Linked DNA regions of Mustela erminea: region 2 is linked to region 1. A link is a contact called in public Hi-C data. All regions are on one chromosome and are shown on one strand. The core of a region is the stretch at or near the end of the contact, and the rest is flanking DNA. Distances in the headings are between cores, read along the strand shown.

The links. Hi-C and Micro-C count contacts between places; a contact is called where the count stands out from the background.
Region 2: a contact with region 1 is called in a Hi-C map of spleen, with 3 times the contacts expected there. The contact joins the promoter of LOC116599457 here to the promoter of LOC116599873 in region 1. A contact is called at or near these places in 2 of 3 Hi-C or Micro-C datasets (fibroblasts and spleen).

What each region holds. Positions count from the first base shown.
Region 1 is chr9:98,014,949-98,020,406 of mMusErm1.Pri, reverse strand. It overlaps LOC116599873 (olfactory receptor 4A15-like), which reads right to left and starts at 1,863. Exons shown (of 1, transcript XM_032359825.1): 1 at 856-1,863. The coding sequence starts at 1,854. The coding sequence ends at 856.
Region 2 is chr9:98,192,111-98,197,245 of mMusErm1.Pri, reverse strand. LOC116599457 (olfactory receptor 4C46-like) reads right to left here and starts at 3,289. Exons shown (of 1, transcript XM_032359309.1): 1 at 2,357-3,289. The coding sequence starts at 3,289. The coding sequence ends at 2,357.

The sequences.
Region 1 (5,458 bases), core at 614-3,113:
ATCTGTGTTGTGAGTTGACCTCTCAGCAAGGTAATGTGTAATGTCAGGGCCTTCAAAAATGACTTTTGTAATACAGTAATCAACCTCCAAAATTTCTATAGAGAAACTATAAAGAGAGAAGTCACTTTTGACTTATTACTTAAGTCCAGATCATAAAGTTTACAGAGGAGAAAGGCATTCATATGTAAAACAAAACATATTCACAAAATTTTTAACATTTATTACAATTTTAAAAATGTATACCCAGAGAATTTAATTAAATGTAGGTAGACTCTGACAGTCTAATGTGATATGAAAGACTAAATGTGTATTTCAACTACCAGAAGAGTCATTTGATCTAGATGCACACAAGCATTGAACAATTTAAGTTTTCTGCCCAAAACTTCATTAGGATATAGAAAATCAGCCATATGCTATCATCACAGTATAAAGCTAATAAAGTTCACTTCTCATAGATCTATCCTCAGCTATGAACATGTGCTGTGAAATTTCTAATTATTTAATTTGACAGGGAATTTATTTCTACTGTTAGATTAGGTTTTTTTTAAACAATGTGAATTTTTAATTTTAAAATCTCACTCTCTTGGACTAAGGAGAATAATTTCTATTAGGTCATATTTTTATGTACCGTGGAGGTACCATACTCCACCAACAAAAACTTGAAGTAAAACCAAAATTTGTTGCTCACTGAAGAACCTTAGCACAGTATGATTATATAGATCAGAGATTAAACCTACACAATTCTCTTGCTCTCTAAGGGTTGTAACATACTCCATTTAGATAAAGATTAATTTATATAGCTATTTCAGAATAAAGAGGCTAACTAACCCAAAGGAGATCATTTTTAAGATGTAATCACTGATAATGGAAGCAGTCCTCGATTCTGTGAAAGAATGAATATCCTGTTCTGCATGAGCAGTACAGCCCTCTGTCAACTGAGGTCACATTTTTACTCCAAAGTTTCCGCATGGCATTTTTTATTTCTGCATTTCTCAGGGTGTAGATTATGGGGTTTAGCATGGGCGTTATGAAGGTCAAAACTACAGTCATGAATTTGTCAATGGGAAAGGTAGAATTAGGCCTTGCATACAGGAAGATACAGGGAACAAAGAATAAAATGACCACAGTTATATGGGATGCACAGGTGTGGAAGGCTTTGTGTTTCCCATCCAAACCATGAGTCTTAAGGGAGTGTAATATGACCCCATAGGAAACTAGGAGAATGAAGAAGATGCCAGTGCAAATGGCTCCTCCATTAGCTATCATAGAAACTCCAATGAGGTACGTATTGGTACAAGCAAGTTTCAGTAAGGGATACATATCACATACGAAGTTGTCAATGACATTGGGGCCACAGAAAGGGAGCTGATAAATAAAGAGAAACTGAACCATAGAGTGCAGAAAGCCTCCAGTCCAGGCCACCAGCAGCATAAGAACACATGTCCTCTGATTCATGATAATTAGATAATGAAGTGGTTTACAGATGGCTACATATCGGTCATAGGCCATCCCCACCAGAAGAATGACTTCAGCACCAGCCAATAAGTGATCTAGAAAGACTTGAGTCATACAAGCCTGGAAGGAAATAGTTTTCTTCTCATAGAGCAAATCTACAATCATCTTGGGAGCAATGACAGTAGAATAGATGGCATCCATAAATGATAAATAAGCAAGAAAAAAGTACATGGGAGAATGCAGTGACCGGCTGGCCATAATGGTTACTATGATAAGCAGGTTGCCCACTATTGTCACAACGTAGATGAGTAAGAATGGGACAAAGAGCACTTTCTGCCCCTCAGGATCCTGTGTGAGCCCTAGAAGGACAAACTCTGTCACATTGTTTCTATTTCCCATATATTCTTTGGAAGGCATTGAACTCAGGCATCAGAGGCTGGAAATGAAACGACCATAATGAATTTGAGAGGATCGCATGCTTTGTGTCAAAAACCGTTGCCACACTCAACCACGTTTGCCCCACAGGGCCTCACACAGGGTGACTTTCTAGAGAATGAAAGTTTAGAATCACCACCCACAGTTTCTGTTTTCATTTCCACAAATTTCTTGCATCAACTACAAGGAGACCAGTTCTCTACCTGGGAGGTACATGGCAGTGGGCTTATCTGTGACATGACCTACCGAAAAACAAGGAAGCGGCTTTCTCCAGAATCCTGCCTACGAATACTTCATTTTTTATTTTGTATGTAATTTCTTTTTTTGTTGAATGCTTTCTGGGTTTCTGACATTGACTGTGAAAACATGCTCATCTTTAATAACCTTGTTTACATAATAATATCTAGTCCATGGAGCATAAAGTGATTACCTGACATTTAGATAACTGCTTTCTGAGTGACTTCACTATGAGCTCCAAATATCAAAAAATATGTCACCTGCTGCAGTGAGAGACCCAGACATACTAAGAGTGCCCCTTAAATATTTATTAAACTTTATTTAATCCAGCTGAATTTTGAACATGTAATAAACCATCTAAGAAGAGACCAGTACATTAAATTCTTCCCTGGGATGCCTGGGTGGTTCAGCTGGTTAAGGATCTGCCTTCAGCCCAGGTCATGATCCCTGAGTCCTAGGATTGAGCCCCACAGCCAGCTCCTAGCTTAGCAGGGAAACTGCTTCTCCCTCTCTCACTCCTCCTGCTTGTGCTCTCCCCCTTCTTTTCTCTCTCTCTCTCTCTCTTTCTAAAAAATAAATAGAATCTTAAAAAAAGAAAAAGAAAAAGAAATTCTTCCCACTCATGAAAGTATACTTTGTTTGAAAATACAGACACACACACATACACACACACATGGAATAGGCATTTATTACAACAGAGGTTATAGAGGAGAAAAATGGATAGTACAAATTTAAGTAAATGGGTACTACCTAGACATTTTCCCTACTTTCCAAAATGGTTTAGAATTGGTTATTGCTAATTGTAATTCAATTCAGAATGCCAACATAAAGATTTTAGGCAGAATCATGGTATAGTAGCAAGAATCCCACACTAAAAATCTCAAAAAGTTAATTTTGTTCAGTCATTCTGGGAAAAACATGTCCCAACTCATGTTCTTATTGGAAAGGTTATAGCCTTCCCAGAGATATGAGTTTCTGAACTCTAGTCATGGAAAACCTTATCTTAAATGACATGCTAGCACTTACTGCTGGACCATCTTTATACTAACCAGGGTGAATTGGCATGTGTTAAAGGTTACTTGATTATTAAAGTGATGAATAGATTACACCAGATATTTCATTCATATTGTTAGCTCTTGATTTTCCGAGTCTGTGTGGAATACAAGACATTCCTTCTCACTTGAGAAAAATAAATTATCCATAAGGCCAACCAGATACAACCCAGGACCAATTGTACATGCAATATGTGCAACTTTGTTTTGGCAGAATTATTTTAGATGTGCCCCATTATAATATCTACATTTGTAAACCATCATTTGTGAAGGAAAGCTTATTCTATTCTTTCTGCTTCTAGACAATCCAGAGTGAGAATAAAAATGTAGCAAAGAGATAATAAAAGAAAACAGAAAAGGCAGATAAGAACTAGCAAAGACCATAAACTGAATGAAATAGGCTTTGAATTGATTGAGTTTGGTTTGGGAAAACTGAATGGAAGTAGAAGAATTTCAGATTTCCAGAACTTTCAATCCAGAGTTGGACCAGAGGGTAACCTAGCATCAGTACCAGGACTCACTGCTCAGACTTTTTACATTTCCAGAAAACCAAATTCTGAACCTTAAGATATATCAGAAGAGACCAGCTGCTTAAAGGACTTCCATCTTTGGGACTTACAGCAGGTTATTCACATACATACATAATTAAATATCTCCACTCACAGTTATGAAGCTATGTCTGCATTTATAATGGCAAATACTCACAATGCATAGGGGTCATCTGAGCATTCAAGAGATAACTTCCAGTATGAGGGTCTAACACCTTGCCCTGTAGCAGTCATTTGTTTATAGCTGTGTTTTCCCCAGTCATCTGTTAGATCTGCCAGCAGAGTAAACACATCTTTTTAACAATGGTATCACCAGAATCTATATGTGTGCCATATAATATGATATAATATAAAATGCATTTTAGTCAATAAAAAGTTGACTATTAAAAATGTGCTTATGAACCTAATGATTACTCTAGACTATTGAAAACTAGTGATTTGCTTCAGAATGATACAAAATTCTATATTTAACCATTATAGTATTTTATTAAAAATAAATTTATCTGCTTCCAACATCCGTGAGATACTTCAAATTTCTTAACCCACTCAATGAGAACAAATAAATCACTAAATAAATGAGAACAAATAAATCACTTAAGGAATGCTCCAAAAACTTTAATCTATAACAGAGAATTAAAATAAGATAAATTAAGAGCTATACTATACCAAATTCAACAACATGAGACAGAAAAACAACCCAGGTGTGTGTATGCAAGGTGTAAAACACAGGGAAAGACTTTCAGATCAGCAGGATAATAGAAACTGTGGCCTCTGAAATTGTAAATTTCAGTCCAGAACTTTTTGAAACGATGATCACAATACTTATCTGAATGTTTCTATTTAATAGTCTGTAGAGTAAAATCCGTTCCCCACATAAACAAGTGCTTTTTTTTAATGATTGAGCAGTGACCATAAAAATGAAGCACCAAAAATTTTGAGGTCCTAATAAACACCTAATCAGATCATCAGATTAAAAAATGAAGATATATTGTATGGGGTGCTTGGATGGATCAGTTAAGCATCTGCCTTCAGCTCAGGTGACCATCCCAGGAGGGCCTCCCTGCTCAGTGGGTAACCTACTTCCTCTCCCTCAACCCTTCCCCCAAGTCCCTCACCCCTCCTACCCTACCCTCCTGCTTGCCCTCTTTTGTTCATCCATGGGTGCTTGTGGGCTTCTGTACTCTCTCTCAAATAAACAAATAAAATCTTTTAAAAATTCTTTAAATTTTAAAAAGATACATCTTAAAAAGCTATCACATTTTCCAAATGAGTTACTTTCTAGTGAAGGAAAAATGCTACCTCTAAAACCTGAATGGGGTTGAACAGATTCTGGGGACAAGCACAGATAACAACAATCAGAGAGTGCAGATTGCCTAGCCCAAACATAGTCTTTGTGAGTTTTGTTTTGTTTTGTTTTATAATTTTGCAGGAGTGGCTCTGGATGCCAATAGTGTACTTTATGAGAACTCAGGTTCTATATTCTGTCCTGGAATCTAAGCCGCAGTGTGACCTTGGGTAAATTACTCACATCATCTGCATAATGAAACATAATGGCATCTAACACATAGGACGGCTTTAAAGATTAAATATAATAATGCAAATAAAAGGGGCGCCTGGGTGACTCAGTGGGTTAAAGCCTCTGCCTTCAGCTCAGGTCATGATCCCAGGGTCCTGGGATTGAGCCCCACATCCGGCTCTCTGCTCAGCCAGGAGCCTGCTTTGCTTCCTTTC
Region 2 (5,135 bases), core at 2,040-4,539, 180 kb before region 1:
TTAGCCATGAAGATAATTGTTCAAAAGATAAGTTATTGGAGCTATCCCAAGAAAGTCTATTTCCAGAATATAAATCCGAAGACAGACTGGTTGGTAACCCTTGAGAGATAGCAACACAGAGTTTCAATCTAGAATGGTAAACCAGAATGAAAAAGAATTAAATTTAGATCACATCATAGCTGGTGAGAAACTAGTTGAGGTAGGATGTGATGTTTGATGGGCTCAGGGACTAGTTTCATAAAAATCAGATACCTGCCAAAGTATTTTTCTTGTGGGCAGCTTCATACATTTCAGTAGGGAGAAGGACATGTTCTCAAAGAGCAGGACTCATATTGTCTTAGACCAATCCACAGACCCTTTAGCCCAGAAGGACATCTTCTAAGTTGTTTATGAGTAATGGAAAAATTACATGAGATGAGATGTGTTCTCATAACCTTTCCAATTTTACTTCTTCTAACTGAAGTAGAAGCAAATTAACAGTATTTATAATAATAAAAATATTGGCATAAGCAGAATCACAGAACTTGGAAATAGCTTCTGAATTACCTAAGTAAACTACTGGTAGAAATAGGGAGAGCTGTTTTGTGTCATGGAAAGGGATGATGGCATAGTGAGAAATAAGATCATGTCTCCTCATCCTGAAGATAAGGTTTTTGCTCTACATTTTCTTAACCATAATACGCTTGTTAAATATTTTCACATCATTCAATCAACTGATGATTTTAATAAAACATGTGGTATCCATGTGAGGTAGGAGCCTGGAACTTTCTGTCAAAAGAAAAAATTACAGGGGCACCAGAGTGGCTCAGTCGTTTGAAGTTCCAAATCTTGATTTGGGCTCAGGTCATGATCTTAGCATCATTAGACTGAGTCTGGCATTGGGCTCCGTGCTCAGTGTGGAGTCTCCTTGAGATTCTCTTTCTGCCTCTGGCCCTCCCCCTGCTCACACTATCTCAATTCTAAAATAAATAAATAAAATGTTTTGTTTTTTTTTTTTAAGAAGAAGCTATTAGAACATTTATGACATGCATATACATTTGTATTTAGGTATAGACTTCTTTTAACAGACTTTATTTTTAAAAAGAGCCAAAATCAAGGTGCCTGGGTGGCTCAGTGGGTTAAAGCCTCTGCCTTCTACTTAGGTCATGATCTCAGGGTCCTGGGATCAAGCCCCGCATCAGGCTCACTGCTCATCGAGAGGTCAGCTTCCCCCCTCTCTCTCTGCCTGTCTCTCTGCCTGCTTATGATCTCTCTCTCTGTGTTAAATAAATAACAAATCTTAAAAAAAAAAAAGAGCCAAAATTGATTCACAACAAAGTCATTTAAGTTGTTTTGCTAAAAAATATTTTTTTCGTTCAAGTGTAATGATTCCTGTTTTTTCGTATCCCTTATAAATGACCTCCTAAAGCAGTTTCCAGAGATGATTCCAGTCTCAAGGAACTAAAAGTAAAGCCAGCTTTTTAATAGTAAAAGTTGTTTTTAAAATATATTTTATTGTATGTTTTAAGAAACACTTGCATTTGATTGTACTAATAATTATTACTCTGATAAAGTGTCATAGCCTATAGCATATAATAACAAATATTTTTATAGAACAAATCATTATCAAATACCAGTCCAAGCCCCCTATATAATGAAAAGATCACAGGATGGAGAGTAAGAATATTTGGGCTCAAGCCTGACTTATATGTTCTAGGATCTACTTATTTAAACCTTTTGATTTTCCACTTTTTTCTGTAAAATAAAAACAATAGAAATTCAATTTTATAAGGGGTGACCATGTGAAAACACTTAAACATTTTCACATCGGTTTAAATACCATTAATTTTTATAATTCCTGACAACTTTTACTCAACAGAACAAGAAACCCCAAAATAACTTTAAACTTTAGGTATATCGACTGTGGGCCAAAAGGGTCTTGGCAAGTATCCTCTTTCTAAATTATACTCCACACTGTCCTATATGCCAGTAGGCAGTACAGCTTTCTGAGTACCAACTGCTTATACACACAAGCCATTATACAACTCTGTATCTAGAAAGGCATGTTTTAAATTTGTTACAAAACAAGAACGGTTCTGATGAATTACTGCCTTTCTTCCCCCTAATAGTCTTCGAATGGTTGAAAGATCATCAGATTTGGATGTAGAAAAAAAAGCAGATCCACACACTAGCTCCGTCTGACATTGGGCTACTTATTCAATGTTTTTGAATTTCCTTTTCCTTCATCTGTAAAACAACAATAATCATAATAATACCTCTCTTTCGTAGGCGTTGTCTCACATGGGAGGTATGGAAAGTGCTTTAAAGTAATATAAAAATGTAAAAATCATGATAGAAATAAAATCTTTGTATTGGGTCACTTACCATCTGTAATTGCATTCTTGTTTAATAACAGTCTAATGGCATTTTTTACCTCTGTATTCCTGACTGTGTAGATGACAGGGTTTAACATGGGAGTAACAAGAGTATAGAATACGGCTATGGCTTTATCCATGGGAAAAGTAGCTACTGGTCGCAGATACATAAAAATACAGGGCACGAAGAACAAGACAACTACTGTGATGTGCGAGCCACAGGTGGAGAGGGCCTTTTTCCTCCCTGCAGAGCTGTGAGTCTTCAAGGAGCACAGGATGACCACATAGGATACCAATAACATGATAAAAGTGATCACAGAGATTACCCCACCATTGGCAGCAACCAAGAGACCAACAAGGAAAGTGTCAGTGCAGGCAAGTTGTATCAGGGGGAAAATGTCACACATGAAGTGATCAATGATATTGGGACCACAGAATGGGAGCCAGAAAGTAACCAGAATCTGTCCAATGGAGTGGAGAAAACCTACTGCCCAACACACACCCACCAGGAGGCAGCATGTGTGGTGGTTCATGATGGACACATAGTACAGAGGTCTACAGATGGCCACATAGCGGTCATATGCCATGACCACAAGGAGGACAATCTCTGAAGCTCCTAAGAAATGTTCTATAAAGAGCTGTGTCATGCAGCCACTGAAAGAAACAGATTTTGAATCAAAGAGCAGATCGGCTAGCATTTTAGGGATGATGGCAGAGGAATAGCATGCATCTATCAAAGACAAGAAGGCCAGGAAGAAATACATTGGGGAGTCCAAAGCCTGGCTACCAATGATAGTAACCACAATGAGTAGGTTTCCTGTGACAGTGACTATGTAGGTGATAAGTAACACCAGAAATAGAATTCTCTGCATTGGACGATCCTGGGTAAGTCCCATTAGAATGAATTCGGTCACATTCATCTTGTCTTCTTTCATTTCAATCCTGATGATAGATTCTGGAGTGCAGAATTAACCTGCAAAGATAAGATCTCCAAATTCAAATGATGAGAACTTTATATTTTGGATTTTTAGACAAGACCAAAACATTTTAGTAGTATAAGGTATTTTTTCATGGTGTACCAAGAAAAGAAACATCCTTTTTCTATTTTATAAAAAGAGTGAATTTTTGAACTAACTCAGCTTCTTTCAAGGTTCATCACCTGATGAACCATCACTGAGGATATGCTAGAGGACATCCAGATACAGGGAACTAACTCACCATATAATTAGCCTGATTGTTTCTCAGCTAATAAGAAATGTTAAGAACTGTTCATTAAATATTTTTTTAAAGACTATTTGTACAATTGTTGATTTAATATACAGGTTAAGTGCAATTCACCTTTTTCTTTTCATTTAAAAACCCTTCAAGTAAGTGGCAGAGTAGATCTGTACCTGTATTGTTCACCTCTTTATCCCCAGCACTTGGATCAGTCAGTGTCTGACCCATAGTGCTATTCAACAAGTATTATATAAATAAGTTAGTTGGAAGACTCCTTACTTATTTTTCCTGTGTTTTCTTTTTTCCTCCTAACTCCCCAGATCAAAGTGTTTACTCTCTTACATGGGAGAAAAAGTGGAATTCACAGAACAGGAACTAGATATATTCTTGTATTCTTTCCACCCCTTCAGATCTATTCTCAGTGTGTACACCCTGGGCAGCTGCTTTCCCTGGTCCCCTTCAGCCAGAACTCTCTTAATTCTTACCAACAGGTGGTACCAACTGAATGTAAGGCAGGTGGGAAGAAAAGGATTTCAGGGTATTTACTGTCAACCAGTGGGTGTCAACCAGTGGGTGACTGTCAACCAGTGGGTGACTGTCAACCAGTGGGTGACTAATGAGACAGAACTCTTTGGGACAGAACTTCTGGTTTCCTGTAATCACTCTCTCCCCTTGCTCTCTCAGGTCTAACTTTGATAATGGCTTTATCATCCCTTGCTGGTTTCCCATAGTCCCACCTACACCCTGGTAAGTAAACATAATTAAGCTCTTCTAAATCTTTCATTTTAAGTATGTTGTTTCAGGGCTCCAATGGATGCAGAAAATATGTGTTTTTTTCCTTTGTATAAAAAAAAGAAAGAAAGAAAGAGTTTTCCTTTTATATAAGTTTATTTTATTTATAAAACATCTGTACTTCTTTTGATGTACAGAGACAAAGTAAGGTTAACTTTTGTTAGAAAAATATATTGTGTAAGAAAGAAATGTAACCTAAAGATTACTGGACATCTTCAGTTGAAGTCTACGTGTTATCTATGACACTCTCTTTGGGATTATATGATTCTATTGGATTTATGCCTTTTGATATCTCGAGCTATTCAACAACTCCTTAAATTTATAAAACTGATAATAACGCTAACAACTCTGGTCCATAGAAATACAAAGGCTACTGGGTGGAACATTGATTGATTTCGCTGGTCATTACAGATCAAGCCAGTTTTGCATTTATTTGTAAATTATTCACACATCCCTGACTGAATAATGTAAGGGTGCTATTTTGGAATTTCCTTTAGGCTGAGTATAATCATACCAGTTTCCTCATTAATGAAAGAACTAAATAAAACCTTTGGTATGTGTTCATTTTATATTTCTTTGAGAGTCATGGTTTCACGTTTTTAAAAATTATCTTGCCTCTGAATAAGAGAAGAGCAACCACTATATTTAGGAGAGATAAACTAAAAGACTTCTAGAGATCCAGATATTCTTGACCTCTGTGTTCTTTCACCATGGGTTTTTCTGTTTTATTCTGTTGGAGATTTGTTTCTGCTTAATCAATTTGTAAAAATC